Regions from separate parts of the Larimichthys crocea genome. Here region 1 is linked to region 2. The links are chromatin contacts, called in public Hi-C maps. All regions are on one chromosome and are shown on one strand. The core of a region is the stretch at or near the end of the contact, and the rest is flanking DNA. Distances in the headings are between cores, read along the strand shown. Region 1 holds the start of cep57l1 (centrosomal protein 57, like 1). Region 2 holds the start of foxo3b (forkhead box O3b).

Region 1 (6,859 bases), core at 1,034-3,533, 140 kb before region 2:
ACTTTTTTGTTTTCTTCTTTGGCTTCTCTTCAGAAGACGACACAGACAATCGAAAGTTGATGTCCAACTCCTTCTGCAGCTGTGGACGCGACAATATTAGCATGATTAAAGTCAGTAAAAGCTTCCTTCTTTCTTTGTTTCCTTTCTTTGATTCTTTTATGGCATTTTATGATTAGACAGTGAATTTTATGTAACTTATAACCCACTAGAGAACACTTGATAGAGAGTAAAAGTAAAAAAAAAACATAATTTCTGCATTTATTGTGAAATGTGTGCATGTTGGGGTAAGGAAAAAAAACAAGGTGGAACTGTGGATACTTCCTGTCATTGTTACTTCAAAGAGCTGACCCGATAAGTGAAGTGTCTGTGGACTGACCTGGTCCGCTTTCTCCTGCACAAGTTGACGCTCGTGCTCTTCTTTCAGTAGTTTTTGCTCCAGAATGGCAAGTTTCATCTGGAAAGCAAAATTGCACAGAAATAATTAATCTTATCACGCAGCCTGTGATGACTTGTGTTGAGATGAATCACGGTAAAATACCTCTGCCAGAGTTTGGGTCCTACTCAGTTTGAGACACTCGGATTCAAGTTTTTCCAGCTTCTCCCGCTGAGATTGGGTATTTGAGCTGCTCGGCTGCTGGTTCTGCAGCGAAGCCTGAAGAGGTAAACAGATTACATGACAGCTTAGTAACATGCAAACACACGCTGTGTTCCTTTACTTCCTTGTATTTCTAGATGTAAGGAGGTAATGGTACACGCTTCTGTGAAGGAGTTCTCATATTAAAACATATTAATAATAACAGCTTTATAGTTTTAAAGAAAGATTCGTTAACGCCTTTGGACTACCTGATCCTCCATGATGGCATTCCTCTCCTTCTTAGCATTTTCAACCATCTTCCTCATGTAGTCCAGCTGCTTCTCTAGAACCTTACACCGGGCCTCTGTAGACTGCAGCTTTGAGTCCAGCTCTGTTATCATCAACACAGACACGACCATTAAAGAAGATTCACAGAAAACACTTTGCATTTATTTACGTAATGTCAGCAGTGGCCTCTCCCTTTGCATCATCCATTACTCACCTTTCCTGCCAGAGTTGTCTGACTCGGGCAGGCTGGCTGCTGGTTGACTGGGCACGCTGGAAGATGCTGTGGCCTGTTTCTGTGCATCGTGGGAATACTGCCGGAAGCTCCTTTCTGCTTGCTTCCTCTCCAGCTCCAGCCGCCTGATTTTCTGCTGGAGGGTCTTCAGTGCATCAACAACAGCTGAACATGAAAGCACGTGTGGTGATTACAGCAGAACGTGGCCATTGTCTAAGACAGTAAGCTTTACATAATGGCTGTGTCGTACCTCTGCTGTCAATATTAGGGCTGCTCGTGTCAGGGTCCGTGCTTGTGGAGGGTTGTGCAGCGAAATCCAGCTTTCTTGGTACGGGTAGCATCCTGTCCGGAGGCTGATAATAGCTCCCAATGTAACTGTTTTTGGAGGGTGAGTCTAAAATCTACAAAGCAAGAAGAGGGGAAAAAACTGCAATGATTGATTTCAGCATTATTTGTCTTTAAAAAGCAAAGAAAATATTAACAAAATACCTCATAAAGATGAGGTCTTCAAATGGATTGACACTGACACCACAATACCAATACAATATTCGCTTTACAGTGATATAAAACAATAAAAATGTACTTATTTTAATGTTTGGAGCTGGATTTTACTTGTGTAAAAGTTAAAAATGAGTGAACATGACAGTTGCTGTTAGTAAACTACAAATCTGACCGATTAAACGACCTTTAACAACAACAAACCCATAGTTACGCTGCTAAAAAGTTCACAGAAATCTAACGTTACGCGAGCAAAAAAACAACCAGAATTGTTTACGAATATAATATATAATGTTAAATTAATTGTGGTGACCTCCGTCCTCGAAACAAACCGACAGAAAGGCTCCTTCACACAGCCGGAGCAGCTAAACACAGGCAGCTCGCCGGACGTAAACAAAGCTGGAGCTAACGCGTTAGCCACATTCGGAGCTAACGGCTCCTTAACGGCTGGTCGTCGAACGTTACCTGTTCGTAGTGAGCCTCCATTTTGGCGCAAAGAGGAGGATCATATGTTTGTGTTTATTATTCTCCTGGGGGAGTTTTAAATGTTTGTTTTTTCTTCATGTAGCAATTTAACTGATGTCGTCGACAGACTTCAGTTGTCCTGTCACCGCCAGCAGCAGCAGCAGCAGGCGGTGCGGACTTTTTAAATTTCCCTCCTCTTTGCCGCCCTCGTCTCAAAAGGTTCCGCCTGCGCAGTGAGTGCGCACTGTTTGTTTCCTCCTCCAGTCCTCCTCACTGCTCCTCACTGCTCCTCCAGACTTCAGCGTGACACAAATACACACTGTAGGAGCTATTTGTGAAGTTAGTCTTTGTTGTGTTTAGTTGTAAATTTAATTATCTAATTATGAGTAAGTTTGTTTGATAAATTCAAGTGTTTGCTTTATTTAGATTTGCTAATATTCTTTGTTTTTTGTTTATTTATTATTTGTTTGGGATATTTAGATTGGCAGGGTTGGTATTTTGGTTTATTTTTTGGTAAATGGGTCATACTGGGCACTTGAGGTTATTTAGATAGGTAGGCACCTGGGTGGGCCCATGGTTTTCTTTGTTCTTTTGTTTGTTTTTATTATTTTGAAATAAATCATCACAAAACGATTCAGCATTCAGTTTGGACATTAATCTTCTTTTGCCTGCGTTAAACCACATCCCCATGGTGCATCAGTGGCCTTTTGATTTTGTTTGGTTTAAAGTTTTGTTTTCTGTTGACAAATGGCCACTACACAAACTTCTACATTTCGGAAAGAACTTGAGAACTATATACTCTTTTTTTAATTTCACATATACCTTGCAGTTATTATTTATATCATGGTCCCTTACTTTTGTAATATTATTTATATTATGGTCACTACTCTTGCAACAATATTATTATTATTTGTATCATGGTCTCCTCAGTACCTGTCTGTTTTGAAGATTGATTGTTTTTCGTGTTTATTGCGTAGGTTATAGATATTTCTGTCTGTTTCATTTCTGTCTGTTTATTGTGTTTGTTTGTTTTTTGTGCCTTTTTTACTTTTTCCTAATTCTGTAGTGTATGCTACACTTTTCTCTGCTGCTGTAACAAGTAAAATTCCCCATGGTGGGATGAATAAAGAATATCTAATCTAATTTAATCTAATCTACCGTGTAAAACAAAACAGCATTGAGGGGAAAAAACATTATTACTTATTTTGAATACAAAGAAAAGAAACTGTATTATTGTCAACCTCTATATTTTATTTGGGAAATTTCACATCCATAAATGTAAATTTCAAGATTCATCGCCATCATTTAAGCTATTTTTGATTGAAGTTAATTATTATTTTAAGTCTCTTAAGTTACTTACTAATAAAAAATGCAGATATTTTCAACCAATAACCTGTCAGTTGTAACAGTTGTAACTAGAACTAAAACAACATAAGCTTACACCCACTCCACGTTGGGGCAAATGTAAAGTGTAGAAACATTTTAGCAAGATACAATTAAAATGTTGAAATGTTTTCCACAAGTGATTTGTGTAACAAAGTGTGTAACATTTAAGGGGATCTGTTGGCAGAAATGGAGTTTAACTATGTTTTCATTTGTGTATATAAGAATGAGCCCTTTATATCTACAGAGGGTCCTCTTCCACAGAGTCTGTCGTTTTGAACCATCATGTTTCTACAAACCCAGAATAGACAAATCAAACACTGACTCTTGATATTACCTTTTGTGGTTTTTGTTGGTTTTATGTGCACCTTAGTTTCTCCTTCATGTTTGAACGGGAGGGTGAGCCGAGTGGTCATCAGTTGTTTGCAATCAGGAACTTCCCCACTAGATGCCACTAAATCCAGCACACTGCACCTTTATTAAGATTAAGTTCTGTGAATGCTCACTGCATTTATAACACGCTAGTGGTAGCTGTGGCCTTGATTAATATATGTGATGTAAGAAGGAGCCCCTACTGAATGTGATCTGCAAAATGGGAAGCGACATCAAATTATGTGAAGATGTAAAATATTTCAACATAAAGGTCAGTTGCAAGTTATTTCAAAGTGATTTGTTTTAGATGAAATTCTTTGAATGCTCACTTCATTTATAATACACTTGCCCTTCAAAAAAATCTAAGACATTGCAAAACTGCTGGCAGAAATGTGAAACAGCTCTATAGCCAGGATTTTAGAAATACTGAGGCGGGTCTGAGGGAAGAAAACAGGCTCCAAAGTTGAGAGTGACACATATTACACATAATATTATAATTCTTCTTTAAGCACACACATATCTTTCACAGTGCCAGCTGTGGCCTTGATTACTGTATGTGATGTAAGAAATAGATTGTGATCTACAAAATGGGACACTAAAATACATCACATTTTGTGAAGAAATAACAAATTTAAACATAAATGCTGGGGCTATTTTCTAATCATTTAAGCTATTTCTGGTTAGCCGAGGCAGTAAATCAATCAATCACCCTGTAAACATTTGCACAGTGGTATGCAAATAACCAAAGAGCCTGTCTGCAGCGTGGCAGGTGTGCTGCACTGAGATAAAAAAAAAAAAGCATTTTCTGGAAAACTTCTTTTAGAAATAGTTCTCTTTGCATATTTGTGCATGTTATGTAAATGTTTTTTTTGTTTTTTTTATTTGTCAGGGACAGCCCCTTTGTCTTTACATGCCACAACAGAATCTAAGTTTGACTTCTCTTATATAGAACACGTGTTTCAGTGTGTGGTTTGTCAGTTTATACACAGATACGGTTATATAAAATATAAAATTAACGCCTCTGTCTAACTCTATCCTCTGCCTTTTCTTTCAGTTATTACTGATAAACAACAGAAAGGAGGAGGGGGGGGTGGCTGGTGGCGACGAAAGGCATCATGGGAGGTGTAGTTCCGAGGAGCTCCGCTTGAAAACACACTCCGAACGAAGAGAATTCAACTCCCATAAAACCTTCCCCCGCGAGCTTGGCAACTACCTTCCAACCAATCATGTGTCAGCATCAACGTGGTAACGCCCCTTTATTGTCAACAGCGCTCCCTAATTGGCCGGCGATCCCTGCCAATCAAGCGTTCACCCTCAAATTGTTGCCTCCTCTCGTCTCTACCCAGGGACTAACGTTTACTGGTCAGTGCAGTGTCAAGGCGTCCCGTAGCAGAAGACCTGCACCAGAGAATGTGGACAAAGTGAGTATTTGAGAGTGACACTTGTTGTTTTTGGTCCACAGTGAAAGGTTTGTGTGCAGGAATGTTGTTTCCGCCGCGGCTGTGTTTTGTACTTTGAGTGGTGTCTTTGTTAACGGGCAGCTTGGAAAAGCCTTGACACGAAAGGAGAAGACATGGGGAGAGAGATTGAATGGAGCTCACTTAAATGACAAGTTGCGTATTTGTGCATTTATTTTTTTTATCCTGATATGTCTTAACATTTAAATAAAAAGTCATTAACCATTAACCAACGTCCGTTCAGTGTCGTTTGCAAACGCAATGTGAGGCAATAACACTTTAATTGCCAGATTATGATGGCCTGTGTCATGAGTAAATAGTCTGCACTTTAACCAGGCTTCTTTTTTCTTTTTTACTTGTAAGTTTTTAACAGTGCACTGTTACAATTTGGGATTTAAATCATCCCTGTTTTTCTGCAAGAGTCCGACTAATATTGGCTCTGTTCAAGAATTATTCAATTTATTGTTTAAAGAGTTATTTACTGGGCAGGGTCGGGTGATATGATGAAATATACCATGTGCATGTGACTGTAAATTAAGCAACACAGAGATTTTTCCTTACCTTTTATTCTGCTTCTGATATCTATGTGATAGCATTGTGTTGGGCCATTGTGGGCAGTATTGCAAATCCATAAGTAAGACTGTATATTCGATTTTTCCATCTGAATGTTGATTTTTATGGGTATTTCATTCATTTTATTATGCCCTGGTCTGGTTACTTCTGTGTGTATCTGTATCTGTGATGGGGCAATATCAGGTAATATGTCAATAGATAATATTAATATCTTTGTTAAAGGTTGTTCTGATGCTGTAATGAAAACACTGTTTCATTTGTTATCTGTTGTGCAGCCTGTTGTAAGACAGCACAAACCTTAGTCCTACATCAAAAGATGGAAATGCAGGACCAGGAGTCTCTGGGGAGATGGGACGGGCTGGGCAGTCGGGATGCCATCTCCAGAACTGAAGCCATGGATAACATCTGCCAGGTGGTCATGAGCAAAGTGGAGGCCATCAGGCCCATACCATCACAAGCTGTGTCACCCCCAGCCTCAGGAAGCCCGCCCAACAGTGACCTGAATGACACGCTGGCTCACCTTCTCATGCTGTCCAAACGGTGTCCCTTTGAAGACGTCAAGAAGCGTTGTGTTGGGCTTCTGCAGTCTGTCCAGGTAGGATATTCATACAGCTTATGATGAGATGTTATATGTTGCATTAAGCTGCACCAGGCTGTTATATGATCTCTGATGCTAATGCTTATGGTATTGTTCTGCTGCCATCTGGTCCTCTCTTCATCTCCTCATAAGCATTATACGTTGTCAAGACCCAATGCACGTTTTGTCATGTGGATTACATTCACTGACATGATGAGGCACTACAAACTCATTAACACTTCAACACGACAAGTGTCAAGCCTAATGCAACCCTTCAACCGCATGCATGCCCAAAACAGATTTATTGGTACACAGAGACAATACAAATCTTCACAAGAAATGATAATCTCATAGTTAGACTAATGGATAAAAATTCTGCCTTCATCTTTACACAAAATCAACTACTGCTACCAAAGGGTTTATTATGCACATTTTAGCTG
Region 2 (5,859 bases), core at 188-2,687:
GATGGAGGAAGGAGGGGGGCTGGGTGGGTTGGTGAGTGAGTAAGTGAGTGGGACGACTCTTACCTTCCACCCTGCAGAGCTGTTGCTGTCTCCTTTGTCTTTGAAGTAAGGAATGGATCTCACCATCCAGTCATAAATCTGAGACAGTGTCAGTCTCTTGTCCGGTGCGCTCTCAATGGCTTTGGTTATCAGGTCGGCGTAGGAGAGATTTCCCCAGGCGTTACGGCGAGATGACGCCTTCCTCGGGGTCTGCTGGGCAGCCAAGCTGCTGGGAGTCAGCGCGCCAGAGGTGGCCACCGGGGAGTGCGCTGAAAGCGGGGAGCCTCCGCTCTCCTGGCCGGGGGAGGAGAGCGCTCCATTGGCTACGGGGCTGTTGCTACTCTGGTCCTCTGTCGCCAAGCCAGAGCCATTGACACTGATGGCTGTAGGGGTGGCGTTATCCTCATCATCATCTTCTTCTTCGGGTATAATATCTGTGTCATGGTTTTCTGGTTTCACCGCGTTTGAGTCTGGTCGTGGCAGCGGCCAGGTGCAAGATCTGGGCCGCTTCTGGGGCTCGAAGTCCGGGTCGATGACCACGTCCAAGTCCGGGAGTGTGTCGGGGAGCGGAGCCTCGGCCATTATCTCCTGCTCCAGTCACAATCTCGTCCCAGGTGTCAGGTAATAAAGTTACAAGACAAGAAATGAAGAGCTGTCAAAGTCGCGTCCCATGAATGCGCGCTCCCGTCCTTTGTTGCTATTCCACACCAGCGAAGTCCCGACAGGGCCAACAGCAACTTAGTTGTGAACGCCTGTTGAGGACATAAAGACAGAAACAATGAAGCCAACACATTCAGCTAGAGCACAGCCTGAAAGACACAACACAGCAGCTCAGTGTGCCTCCTTAACCTATTTCTGTCAATGAAGGTACGGTGCGTAAAAATAACAAGATTTCAATGAAGCGACTCTCCTCTCCTCTCCTAAGCCTCACTTCATTATGAAACACATGAATAGCAGCTCTACACAAAATCCCGTCCTGGTGCAAGGGTCTGAATCCACCCAGCGGAGATCAATGGCAGAGGAGAAAGTGCTCAAACCTTCATCTCTCTGGGAAATAAATCCGCTCCCAACACTTTAAATGAAATACCTTGCACGGCCAGTCACTTGCGCTCCGTGGTACCAAATAAAAAAAAGAAAGAGAGAGAGAGAGAGACTAAATCCCGGATTGTCCACGACCACTTCCAGATGCCATCTTGACTCTCTCCTCTTTCACTCCTCCAAGTGCGGTCTGAGACGATAAAGAGACAGATAGGATGTGTGCAGGGCAAGTCAGTGTCGATGTGGAATAAGACTGCCACCTCACTCTGGGTTACTACTGTATCTCGATTTGCTCTCCACACAGCGCTGCACACACACATACACACACATACACACATACACACACACATGCACACACCTACACACACACACACGCAAAGTCGATCAAGGGCCAGCCCCCTGGATCCTGCGCATGGGATCGCCTTTTAAAGAGACATTACAGTCCAACAGGACGGAGCGGTCTGTAGGCAGGTGGAGGCTGGGATACGTCCTGACATGTTGGTTATAGACACAGAAATACAGGGACACGACAGTAAAGGGAAAGGGGAACCATTAGAATGGATTAATGTATTAATTTTTATACATATTTATAGTGTCACAGCCAAACTGTGTTGGTAAAATAGTGTTTAAATGTCAGTTTAGTGTGCAGGATACAGGTGTGCTACAGGTTTCCATCAGCTCATCAGTTTCCCAGTCCAAGCTGACATACTCAGAAAGCTTGTTGTGTCCAACCAACAGTCCAAAAATGTAAAAAATATTCAGTTTAATATCATAGAAGACAAAGAAAACTCACAGTGTTGGAATAGAGATAATCCAAAACTTAAATTTTAAAGAAATATGTTCAGCAATAATGAATTTAATCAGATATGAAACTTCAATTCTACCAGGGTTAGGTAAATATGTAATGCATATGACTCTAAATGTGACAGTATCATTTGTATATGTGTTCATCATGTGCTACTGACATGAGGGTGCTGCAAGCATTTCATAAACACCCATTCCTATGTGTTTTTATTCACGTCACTCTCTCATTGCACTGACTGATTGTGCCTTTAATCAGAGAACCAGGTTGTCAATCACGCCTGTCACAGCGCGTCAGGCCACGCCCCCTCATCCCCACCCCCATTCTGGTGCACGTTTAGGGTGACGTCATGCAGTTTATTAGCCAGAGAGAGAGAGAGAGAGAGAGAGAGAGAGAGAGAGAGAGAGAGAGAGAGAGAGAGAGAGAGAGAGAGAGAGAGAGAGAGAGATAAGGGGGCAGATATCCTAGATGGTTCTCCATCCTGTAAGTGATGCTCTGGACCTCCCTCCTCCACCTCCTCCACGGATCAAAACAGCCTCGTCCACATCTTCTTTGTTCCACCGAGGGTTGCCAGACGCGCAAGGTGCGCGTCCACCTGCGTGCGTCACGCGGTTTCTGTGCAGGAATGCGCATCCACAGCTGACCATAACAAGACATCACGCTGTGACTGTGATGACTACATCCATATTTTTTTTTTATTATTCGATTTGACATCATAATAATATATTTTTATTTTATTGTATCATATGTGCACTCTTTGTTATTGCAACAGTCTTGTCACTGCTAAAACAGAGTGTGTCGTGCATGTGTTTTATCTTCATCACAGGCTGTCAGACATGCTCTGCTGGGTTGGACATTGTTTATCTGTGTTCATTGCCTATTTACAGCAGTCTGGAGTCCTTACTGTACAGGATTACAGGAGATAGGTGGCATACAGTACACACATTGTGATCTGATAGTTTTTGTTCCCTTCACATCAAAAAGAATACCTGATGCAGCAGTTTGACTCCTGCAGAGAACTATAGAGTTAACTGCTCACTGCATGCAAAGAGAGAGGTTAGGATGTCTGAGTGTGTGTGTGTGTGTGTGTGCAGAAAAACTGTACGTGACCAACTGTATCAGACAGATATTTAAATGACTTCACATCATGCTGAGTAAACTCTCAGTGCTTTTAGATGGTAGAAGATCATTTTAAGTATGATTCTGTGTGAATATTTGCTGTTGGCGATCATTTATTTTGTTTTCTTTTTAAACCTTTAGTTGAAGCCAGGTTTTAAAATAGTCTCAAGACTAAGCCGTGTAACTAAGGGCAGCTTTAACTCTCTTTACTTAAACATCACCAGCATTTATTTATTGACCGCATCATAAGAGTTACCCATTATCTTTTTTAATGTTTGGATGCTTTTGATTCTTTGTGTATACATATATTGATAGATACGCACCTGCACATGTATGACAGTCAATGAGGTTTATTAAACGTGTGGATCTATGTCATGTGGAACAAAATAAGGGTCAGACGTGTCCCCTCAATAACCTGCTGCAGTATATATCTGGCATTTGGCCCATTTATTCGTTAATCTAACCTGTATCCGATGCTACAATGCATGCATGTGCAACACTAGTAAGCAAACAAACATACAGCCACAAACTATTTGTATTATTACTCTTTCTTTGCACTCCAGACTTCACAACGTCTTCCAGCTTGGAGCCACGTAACACAATCCAGTGGGCTGAGAACCAGATTGAATAACTGTATTAGCACAATGTCTGAGTTCCACTTAGTGTTTAACATACTGGTATTGTCAGCAGTGCTCTATTAAAACTTAATTTCATCCATGTTTATCAGACCTTTTCTCTTTGGAGCCAACCATCAATTTTTGTTCCTGTTTTAGCCGAGAAAGAGACAAAAGGTGAGCTGTTCTCCATCTTGCCTCCATCAGCATGGGGTATCAAGACTGTGGTCCAGAGAGGATGGAGACTATGACCACCCCTCTAAGCCAGCGTGAATCATCCAATTAAGACAATCACAAAGCATGGCCGCCATCTCTGTTTGTGTCTGATGTTTCCCCCCAAACAGCATAATGCTCTGATTGGATTAGAGGCCTCGGCGTAGGGAGTGATTGATTTTTCTTTAATTGAGAGTTATAGTGGGATAGACTCGAGGCTTTGCTACCGACTCAAGCACTTTTTAATGATACATGTCATGTGCATGCGCGCACACACACACACACACTCACACTGAGAGGCCACTGAGCCATTTATCATGGATTGAGACTAATGAGATTATACATTTTCACTCTGTTTTGTGCCATGATCCCGGCTGCTTGGACATTTGGTCCGACAACAACATCTTATATAACGCTCTTGGTGTGGATACTGTAGGTGCTGCTCACTGTTCTGACTACAGTTGTCAGAGTGGGCTGGTCTAGGCTGGAGTGGTGCACAAGGATGACCTCATCCTTACATGGACGCAATAACAAATCATGTCGTGATTGTTTGCCCTCTGCTGCCACCTACAGGCAAACAGGAAGAAGTTCCAAAACATCACAGGGAATTTAAAACACTGCTGCTCAACTGTATCTGAAATCTAAAAAAAAGAAAGGTGTTCATAGTTTAGATAATAACATTATCTTATTATTAATTATACTTTAAAATATATTATATTCAATTCAGAGCCACTTTTATATAAACACAAAACTCCAGAAAGTCAATCCACCTCATCAAACTGTGCAAGCAGTATTCATTTATTTTGATCATACTTTTTGTACAATCTAATAGAAAAAACAAGCTCGCACATTTGTCACATTTAATCACATTTTGTACAACAGATTATTTTTTACATCTGAAGAGCTACGTCTACTTTTTCTGGCCTTTGTTTTGTGAATTTTTAACACTTTGATTTGACTCTTGATCTTTGTTACAGACCCGCATGACAAGACTTCCTGAAAAGCCTGGATTTAAAAGTACAAAGCTCTTTCACAATTACATGTCTCAATAATTTGATTAGATTTAAATGTTGTTTGTAGCTTGCAGTTGTGTATGTATTGTCTGTAATAACACGGGACCAATCTCTCCTTCAGATAGTAAAGTCAGGATCAAAATCAAGACCATTTTTACTTGATTAAGATCTAGAATATGTCAATAAAAATCCAATACCCACTGAGTTTATGGGAAAGATGGCTTAACACCTCTCTGAATTCTAGTGTCATTCACTGATAGCATGCATAGCATCTTTAATTTGTAAACAGGTTTTTATACACTTGAGGTTTCATTCTGATATTGTTTCAGAAAAACAGCTTGAGAATACTTTTCTCTCTTTTTGAGATTAACCCACTAGAGGGCAGCAGCCAACTACTCTGAGGAACACTTGGCCCTCTTACTCTCTGTGAAGTGAGCACCTGTTTGCCTTGTGGTTCACACATGTTGGAGAGGTTTCCATGTTCTTTAAAATAAAGAGTCCACAAGGGGGAGAGAGCACACCTCACAGAAGAGGATCAGACGTTAATACAGGAAAATGCACATGCATAAGATGCAAACGGGTGTCTAGTTTTGCATATTTATTCCATATCTGCTCTGTTTTGGATATACTGACTATAAACTGCAGCTTATTTACAAAAAAAGACTTTTCTATTTCTACTAGATCAAACTTCGCCTATGCAGTGTTGGTGGTTAGTGAGGTAATATGTTGTTTCGAGGTATATGCTTCTAATTCAGTCAGCAGTGGATGTCAAGTGTTCATGTGTTTCTTCCTGTGACTGCGGTCTCCCTCCATCCAGTATGACTTAGTTTGCATCTCCATCAGTCTGGAGACGGTCCTCTGGAAGGCAAAGATCTCCTCCTCGGCTGTGAACAGAGCCAGTCGCTCCGCGGCCTCCTGAAGAAAGGAGCCAACACCAGGGTTAGTGGCTGATGCACTCAAAATCCAACTTAAATGAAAACACATTTTAGGTCAGAGTATAAAGGTTAGAAAATCGGTTTGA

The links. Hi-C and Micro-C count contacts between places; a contact is called where the count stands out from the background.
Region 1: a contact with region 2 is called in a Hi-C map of muscle, with 5 times the contacts expected there. The contact joins the promoter of cep57l1 here to the promoter of foxo3b in region 2. A contact is called at or near these places in 2 of 7 Hi-C or Micro-C datasets (both in muscle).

What each region holds. Positions count from the first base shown.
Region 1 is chrXI:8,868,429-8,875,287 of L_crocea_2.0, reverse strand. It overlaps cep57l1 (centrosomal protein 57, like 1), which reads right to left and starts at 2,283. Exons shown (of 11, transcript XM_010735402.3): 1 at 2,058-2,283; 2 at 1,345-1,495; 3 at 1,077-1,259; 4 at 844-965; 5 at 539-652; 6 at 377-454; 7 at 1-79. The coding sequence starts at 2,078. It overlaps sesn1 (sestrin 1), which reads left to right and starts at 5,120. Exons shown (of 10, transcript XM_027283994.1): 1 at 5,120-5,233; 2 at 6,118-6,437. The coding sequence starts at 6,159.
Region 2 is chrXI:8,729,420-8,735,278 of L_crocea_2.0, reverse strand. It overlaps foxo3b (forkhead box O3b), which reads right to left and starts at 1,437. Exons shown (of 4, transcript XM_010735397.3): 1 at 1,127-1,437; 2 at 64-791. The coding sequence starts at 621. afg1lb (AFG1 like ATPase b) reads right to left here. Exons shown (of 13, transcript XM_019271153.2): 13 at 4,751-5,753. The coding sequence ends at 5,607.